Regions from separate parts of the Mus musculus genome. Here region 2 is linked to region 1. The links are chromatin contacts, called in public HiChIP or PLAC-seq maps. All regions are on one chromosome and are shown on one strand. Each heading gives the region's core, a stretch centred on a gene start, on an enhancer-like site or on the middle of the called end of the contact. The rest is flanking DNA. Distances are from core to core; before and after follow the strand shown.

Evidence for each region. HiChIP or PLAC-seq counts read pairs in DNA pulled down with a chosen protein or histone mark.
Region 2: an H3K27ac HiChIP or PLAC-seq map of heart atrium shows a contact between it and region 1, with 6 read pairs. The contact joins two enhancer-like sites. A contact is called at or near these places in 3 of 39 promoter capture datasets (embryonic stem cells, hippocampal neurons and stem cell-derived epiblast-like cells), 4 of 484 Hi-C or Micro-C datasets (embryonic stem cells and nephron progenitors) and 1 of 115 datasets of contacts at active chromatin or transcription factors (heart atrium).

What each region holds. Positions count from the first base shown.
Region 1 is chr17:49,640,304-49,644,796 of GRCm38.p6, reverse strand. All of the region lies in intron 3 of Kif6 (kinesin family member 6), which reads right to left. Among named protein-coding and RNA genes, the nearest start is that of Kif6, 27 kb to the right of the region's middle. Within about 2 kb of position 1,481, at least 8 of the 459 cell types and tissues checked have an H3K27ac peak or open chromatin away from gene starts, as enhancers often do. A contact at or near this core is called in heart atrium, where this site is marked.
Region 2 is chr17:49,827,801-49,832,092 of GRCm38.p6, reverse strand. The region is part of intron 13 of Kif6 (kinesin family member 6); the gene reads right to left. Among named protein-coding and RNA genes, the nearest start is that of Gm16555, 8.1 kb to the right of the region's middle. Within about 2 kb of position 1,427, at least 13 of the 459 cell types and tissues checked have an H3K27ac peak or open chromatin away from gene starts, as enhancers often do. A contact at or near this core is called in heart atrium, where this site is marked.

The sequences.
Region 1 (4,493 bases), core at 232-2,731:
TGGCTGTATAGTGTTCAAGTCTCTGCTCAGTAATGGAAAATGAAATCTACTAGTTTGAAAGTGGCCTGGAGAGAAGCCCACATCGGAAACATCATTGAGACCTTTACTCAGAGGCTAAACTCTGAGCAATTTCTTTTTTTTTTTTTTTTAATTTTCCTTAATGGCTAAAAAGTTAACTTGAATCAATTCACTTTAAAAACAAATTATTCACCTTTTCATTTTCACTTAACACTTATGCAGACATTTGATCTTCGAGATAGAGGCTAAAATGTATTATCTTAATATTTCTTACCAGGAACGCTTTGATATTATAAGGTGGAAAAGCCCGCTCCAGGACAAACAAACAGATGAAAAAACTTAACAGAACAGCCCTCGCTAAATGACGCCAAGGTCACTTCTTAATGACTTCACAAAGCATTTACTTCTGCAGACACAAATCTACTCCTGTGGTTCCCTGCCTCCTCCCTGGCTCTGAGAAGAGGGCAGAAGTCGTTCCCTTACTCTTTGAATGCAGATGTTAAGCATCACCCCTGCATGTTAAATGGAGCACACACATGTGGATGTGCCCAGCCAGGGTGGACAGGCTCTCCTGGGAATACAGCAGCTCACCCACCCTTATGTTTCTGTGTCATACATCGTTGAGTTTGTCAACCACTTCCTTTACTCTGACATAATTTTTACCTCTCATATTTACCTCTGAAGTTGTTCCTTCTCCCCCTTATGCCCAGCTACTTTAAAAAAAATTCTAGCTTCAACAACAGGCTCTGGAAATCCTTCTACAGCTTAGCTAACCTCTGACCACAGACTACTTTCCCCGCCTCTCTCAAACAAGATGCCAGAAGGCACTGCTGCTGGGAATAGCGTGTGTGTCTAATCTTTGTGAGGTGTCAGAGGCATGATGGCACCTTGGATGGCACAGCTTGGCGCTTGAAGGTGTTGGTGCAGCCCAGTCATGTCCAAGGTCAGCAGGCGTGGTCCAGTTTGGATCTTGGTACCTGGACCTTCAGCATGCTTAGACTTGTAGATATAAACCAAGGGTGGCGCACACATGTTGTTTGCCTCTCTGAGCAGGCTAGGCAGGAGTAGGGATTACTTGCTCTTCTGGGGCTCTCCTGGAGAGGGTTCTTTAGTGGGGAAACCTACCCACAACCTCTAGTGAAATAGACAAACAAGTTGTCACTCATTGGAGACCTCTGAGGAGATCATAGGGCTCTGCCTCACAACATGACCATGTGTCACGATTTTACGAGTCTTCTGAGAAAGAGAAAACAGAAGCCCTGGACCCAGAGAGTGTTTGAGGAATATCCTAGCAGACATTCTCTACATCTCTAGAGTAATCATTTGATGGTATGGTTACCCCTTACCAGAACGTCAATTGGGATTGCACCACTTAAGTCAAGTACCTGGGTATGGCTGGCTCACAGACCCCACTCAGCTCTTACTGTCTGCCTCTGGCCCTCCCCAAACCAACCACATGAGGGTGCTGTGGTTGCCGCCTAGTTCAAACCTGAAATTCACATCTAGTCAGGCAGTTTGGGGAAGTGCCAACTGCAATCACGGGCGTGTTTTAATCTACGAAGTCGCTAATTTGATTTTTCCATTCCATGTGCGATGTGTTTCTGTCACATACTGAGCTTCGTGCTAATTGCTGTAGGACATCAATGCATAAAGACAAAAGCACGGGGCACAGATTAAACACCGAGAAAGCGTGGAGGAAGGGAAGATTGTAAGATCCATTGTAAGGTCCCTGGGTGTGCTCTGAGTGGGCTATACTGAGGGCTTACATGCTGAATACTCACAACAGAGGGCTCACATGCTAAAGACTCACAGCAGACACCATGGGCAATGGTCCCACACACAAGTGAAAGCAAACCCTGACTTACACAGCATAGCATCCAAAACAATCAGAGAGACCCTGCCTCAAAGCAAGGCAGGAGGAAGGGAGTGACTCCTGACCTGTGCAGGAGCTCTATGCCATACATAGGCCAACACACACACACACACACACACACACACACACACACACACACACACACATTTACAAGTCAGGAGCATGAGAGGATAATTGATTTAAAAGCTTACCCAAGTCTTAAACCATCATTTGGAAAGAGCAGAACTAATGTTAATATTAGGGGAACGGGTAGTATATAGTAAATAGGGGTTCATCCTATTCCTACATGGGAAAAGGTGAAGGCAAGCACTGGACATGGAACACGCAGTGAACGTGGCACCAGCGGGGGCGGGGGAGCCGGGAAATGTGTCACACAGAAAGCAACAAGCCTTCCTGATAAAGCTGGTAGCTGGCATTCCAAAGGGGGAAAAAATCAGCAGCCTGAATGCAAAGCTCACCCAGACCAAGCGCCTCTGTGAAGCCGGTCACATCATTACTTTGTATAATACAGGTTCAAAGACCCAGTTAGAGAAAAGTGAGACAGGATCTTGGAGCAGGTCAGGGACCCTGACCAAGATGGTCAGCAGAAAAAGGATCAGGCCAGAAAGGCTCCCACTGACACTAGATCCTGCACTGCTTCCCTTTGAAAGAGAGAATTCCGAGGAACATTGTAATTACAGGTAAAACTGTTAGAGCAAGGAAACCTGAAGTAACCACGCCCAGTCTCTCCAGCACTCGGTCACAAAGAAACTCTGAAATTTTAGGAATGCAAACTACCAGGAACTTATTAATGATTAATGACACAGAAAGGTGATAGAGAAATCAAGCCATGTATGGACTCTATGCACTTCTGAACTGTAGAAAGTCAAGTTTTGCGTTCAGCAGGAAAACAACCAGAGAGGAGGTCCTGAACGTTCTCTGGTCAAGGAGAAGCCAGCCCTAGCAAACACAGGAAAGAGAGTGCCAAGTGGCTGGCTTGTGGCTCACCTGAACATTTCTTCGACTGAGATGCTAGAAGCGCAAAGAGAGAGAGAGAGCGCTGGCTCCTCCGCATTCACTCCCCTGGTGTGGTTCACATGGAACTCGGGACACATACTTTCTTCAGAAGACGAGATGCCTAAACTGAATCGGATTGAGCTTGCAAGTTCGCTGGGGGAAAGCCCCAGGGACAGAGTGCTGAGATGCCATCGGGGCATCTCAACAGCAGTGATGGACACGCTGACGCTGTACGATGCTTTCAAAGACCAGTGGCTCCTGCTCAGTACTTTTACCAAGCAATTGTGGGCGAATCCAGAGAATATGCGCACCCCATAGGCAGACAACTCCATGCCACAAAGTAACACTGATATGCGAGGTAACCGACTCGGAATGTTTTTAAAGCTACAAGAAGGAACCACATCCAGCAACAAGATGAAACAATACAAAGTCCTACAGCGCATCACATTAGCACAGAATAGGAAATGGCAGACCCAGGCTCTTCCACCATGCCCGGCAGAAAGCCTGTGAGCATGCCCAGAAGCGCTCCTCTTCAAATCCACTTTCGGATTCTCCCTAACTGAGCTTTCTTTACTCGCATAATTAAATTTTCAGGCATGTAAGGAAACAGCGTAAAACAAAGAGGTAAATGAAAGGCAAAGTGGGGGAATTAAAAACAAAAAAAATCAGTCCACACTAAGGCCATTTTGAGTACTCGGCACAGGTACTTCAAAGCAATGCCAGAAGGCCCCCTGCCTACAAAGGACCGGTAAGATCAAAGCAGACTTCCTAAAAAGCTCATTGTAAAAGATGATATGGTGGAGTTTTTCAGAGGCTGAGAATCAGAGCCAAGCAAAGCTTCCATGCCTCGCTAATACAGACAGCCAGGAGATCAACATGGAGACTTCTCCACAGACAAGCCAGAAAGAGAAGGATGGCTTCAAGGAAATCAAATGGAGGGGCGAGAAGAGGCACTGGTGTAAAATCGGGAAAATCCAAAACAAACAAAACAGAAAGTCAGGAAAATCCAAACAAACTTTTTTTTTTTAATTATTACTTTTAATTTTGAGACATGATCTTGCTATGTAGCCCAGGCTGACCAGGAACACCGGGTCCCCTTGTCTTGAAACCCCAAGTGCTACAATGCAGATGAATATCACCACACCTCTGAAGTGACATTTTGAAATAATAACAACTACTAATTTGAAAAATACAAAAAAGAGGGAGTTAAAAAATTTTAATAATATGATAAAATGAAGATTAAAGCTATTCACTCATCAGAAATTTAGAGATTAATTACTTTTAGACTCTACAAAATCAAACATACATATGAACTTTATTATCATCTTATTATTTGATTTACCTACTTATTTATTTATTTAGTGACAGGGTCTCACTGTGACTCTCCAATTTACTTGGAACTCTCTATGTAGCCCAGGCTTGCCTTACCCTGGAAATTCACATGCTCCAGACATCTGAGTGTTGGGATTGCAGGCATGTACCCCCATGACAGCTTACATGTAAAAAAAAAAACCCCAAAAAGTCACTAAAATAAAAGCAAACAAGAATATGACATTTTCCAAATAACAAATAGGAGAATGGAGTCAGCAAAAGAGACGTCAAAAAG
Region 2 (4,292 bases), core at 178-2,677, 190 kb before region 1:
GCCATTAAGCTTATTGCCACTTTATTCAGACCACAGAGCTGACTCCGGGGCTCCCTCAAGCCTGTAGCAGAGAGGTGATGACAGACAGGTGGTGCCTGACCAGAGGCTGTGCCTGTGAATCCACGGGGACAGGGGGACAGGGATAGGGCTTGGAATGCCTGGTTAGAGGAAATGAGAAACAGGCCTCCAAGCACCACCCCTCCCCCTGATGCTGAGCACATCTGTGAATCTACTTCCTGGTGGCACAGTTCTTCCTGTTTCCCCCTTTATGCCCCATTTTAGGTTGTTAAACTTCTCTCTGAATTTCCAGACATTTAGTAGCATAAATTAGAACCCAGATTGGAAGCTACAGAATCCACAAAGTTCTGCTTTAGCGTCTAGCTTCTATTTAACCTTATGTAATTCAGACTTACGTCCTGTGGCCGGTGAGGAAGGTCTTGGTCCTTAACCAGGAGTTAGTTATACACTCCATTCCAAAGCCCATTGTGGGAGGTCCCCAGTTTATGTCCAATTTTCACACCCTAATTTGCCACTGCCACTTGTAGGCCAACCCTCATGGCTTGGCTCTGCTCTCAGGACAAATTCTGGAGCCCAGCCTCAGAAAGTAGGTCCTTTAGAGGAAAAGGGTAGCTTCTTGCCCCAGCTTCTCGACTAAGGAGCCTCCAGAGGGAATGCTCATTTCAGGTGTGTACGCGGGTCCTCTGGAGAACCTAGGTCGCAGCTAAGTTTTGGATAAATGTACAGACTTTTGTCTTTTGAGAGAGGATCTCTTGTAGCTCAGGCTGACTTCCATCCTTCTAGGATGACCATGAACTCCAGACCCTCCTGCCTTTATCCTCCCAAGCACTGGGCTTTGTGTTCCACCACAGTTGCTTTAGGCTGTGCTGAGAAAGGAACTCAGGACTTGGTATGTGCTAGACCAGAACTCCTGTGTTTAAAAAAAAAAAGTCTGCCATTTTCCTCCTTACCACATCCTGCCAGAGACTTCTTCTCTTCTACTATCCAATACCTCTGCTGATCTTTGAAAAAGTCAGTCCTAGCCACATAGAACACATCGTCCCTCCCCGGGCTTGTGTCTGGGACAGTCAGTCCAGCAGACACTGTCTCTGGGCATGACACTCCTTTCCAGGGAAACGCAGATTCCTCCAGGGCCACAGATTGTCATTTTATCGGACTCGCAAGTGTTTTGCTCAAGGTTTGCATTCAGAAGATACTCAACCTTTGTCTGTTAGTTTAAGTTCATGCGGGCGATGAGCCCATTCTGACTGTTGGAGGAACACAGCCCAAGGCTTTGGGGAACATGTTCTTAACGGCCTTCATGCACCCCCAGCTCATTTCCCTGGAAAGAACCCTGCTATCTCCCATTCTCAGATCGAGGAACTGGCCCAGCTCATCTGACACCAATTTCATGACTACTGTGGTAAAAATAGCACCACAAGGAATGTCTGAATGGCACTGAGGTGATGTACATGGCACCCCACCCTCTTTGGTCAGGGCTCATTTCTGCCTCTGTCTGTCCCCCACACTCCTGAATGTACTTGAGGCTCACTGAGGCCATGTCACAGGGTGTGCATCTTCCTAGAGAAGCCAAAGAAAGAGAGCCAAGGTAGGCATGTCCTAGGTCTCCTCTGTCCCCAGGCTATGCCCAATTGTAACACAATATGCTTTGTGCTGTACAGTTAGCTCCACAGAGAACACACTGGGTCTTTCGGTGGGACCTTAAGGCTGCCACCCTCAGAGGAGGCTTTCACTCCTCAGATTCTATCAGGACTGGGACAGAAGGAGAAACTCTATGGCCTGTCCACTTCTTCTGCAGCTCCTGCCTTATTTGTTATGAGAACAGTGCACACTCTTAGGGAAGTAAGTCTGGGAGAGGACTTGGAATCAGCTAGACAGGCTCCCATTGTTGATGGGAGAGATTGTGGGAACAGGAAGGACATGGAGAGCATGTCCTTAGAGAATTTAGAAGGTTCTGATATGAAACTTGGAGCCATCAGTGTAACATGGTGACTATGAGCCGCTGATTTTCAAAGACCAGATAATTGAGAAGATAAGAACACGCCCGTTCTCACCACCAGGATGATGGTGATGCTGCTCCTACTATGTGCTGGAGGAGAATGCACTCTGGAATTTGGGTGGTTTGACTGTGGTGACCAAGGCTAGGTGGACATTGGTGCAAACAGTCAAAACCTGGCAAGTAGCTTTCCAAGTCGTAAAGAGAACAGGGTCGCTGACCTCAGTGGCTTATCTGAAGGGGAAGCAGGCTCTGGATTCTGCAGAGACTTCGGAAGGCTGCTGCATGGAGTGTGCAACCAGAGGCCCATGCAGATGCCTGAGGGGTGGATGCTGTTGAGCAGCTGATGCCCGTGAGCCTCGTTTCCATCTAAGCCTTCCTCCTGGCTGCCCCTGCCCTTGTGCACAGACTACATCTATCTCTTTTCAGATTATACAGATACACTCAATTTGTAGTCATCCTTCAAAGTAAAGAACAACGTTACTCAGTTCATTTCTGCTTTGCTCTCTCTCTTTGAGTTTAGGAAATGAGCTCTTCCTCCTGTGAGCAGCCCTTGCCTTTAAACAGGCATTGTACACATAAGAAAGGGCACGGAGAGCAGCCTCTGCACTTGAGAGCTCACCATGTACAGACATTTATGTATTCCCTCCCTCCAGAGGTGTTTATTTATCGTTGGCACAGGGCTAGGCACACAACATAGATGTGAGATTGGACGGGTAGATTGAAGCTTTGATGGCTGTGTTTCAAGTGCTCAGAGTCCAGCCACGGAGAAAGAAAGATGAACGAATGATTGTACTGCAGCTTGCTGTACTACTGAGAGAGAAGCAGGACATGGTAACTGCTCTGAGAGTGGACTGTTGGGAGGTGAAAGCATCCTTCAGGATGGTGAGGTATCTGTATGGGGAGAGAGAGGTTCCACATCTACCGCATGTGTCTACCGCATCCTGGGTGGAAGGGTAGACACAGTGTCTGTTCATTATTCCACTCTTCACAGGGGTTGGGAAACCCCGTGCTTGGTCCCCAGCCCTGGATAAGCCATGTGTGGTGTCCCACATCCGTACCGTAATCCTAATACCTGGGCGGTGGAGGTCAGAAGATCAAGAATTCGAGGTTATCTTCACTTATATAAGAAGCTCAAGACCATCCTGGGCTATATGCTGTGCTGGTGATCAATATATATGGAAGACCTTGAATTCATGGTCCTGCCTTGGCCCTCCGAGGGCTGAGAGTACAGCTGTTCTCCAGCATGCCCAGCCCATGGCTTTGGTAGAGCACACCATGACACTGCAGGGGATGCGGTGCTTGTGTCCCCAGTATTCCCCTACCATCATCCCGCTGGGCAGGCTCACACCCTGTACCACATGAAGCTGAAATTCAACACTCCTCTCCCTCCTACGATCACCATGTGCTGCCACACTTCTCCCAACAACAGATACCCACTGCTGGCTTTGAACCCCAGCTCCAAGAAACTTTTACACATATACAGCTTGGAAGTACCACTGTCTCAGGAGGAGCAAAGAGAATGTCTGCAGTTTGCTGACACCTAACAGGGTCTGCAGAGCATAGAACTGACCAGGTCTCCATCCCAGCGTTTCAGAATTAGTTCCTTGCAGAGTCCGTAGGCCTTAGGACTTCAGAGTTCTGATCTGTCGTGATTTGTTTGCCTATAAGGAATTGTAGGTCTTAGGTCCCAGAGCCAGATCACAGAAAATGTGGATGGCTACAAGAAGCCTCCTGGCTTGGTGAGTCACAGGATAACCTTTAACCCCTAAAGAAGTGTCCCCTAAACAATCCCCACATTTTTAGGTGGTTAGCTGGAAGATAACATGTCCAGAAGGCTGAGTACAGGTCTATTTTTGACAGCGATTGAGAGCGCTTAGATAGAAATGCAGCCCACAAGGGATGTTCCTTTGAAACTGGTTTTGGGGTTTCAAAAGCATCAGACGTTGAAGGCATTCAATTCTTATACACTGGTCCCCTGCCCCCTTTTTATTTAAACATTTATTTATTTTCACGGATATGAGAATTTGCTTGCGTGTATGTCTGTGCACCACATGTATGCCTGGTGCCCACAGAGGCCAAGAAGAAGGCACCAGATACCCTGGAACTGGAGCTACAGAGGGTTGTGAGCTGCTGTGTGGGTGACAAGAATGGGCAAGCCCTCTGGAAGAGCAGACAGTGCTCATAACTGCTGAGCCATCTCTCCTGCCTCCTTTCCTCTTTTTTATTGTTCTTTTATTTTTTTAATCATCCTAAAAGTGAATCCTGTGTTTTGCTA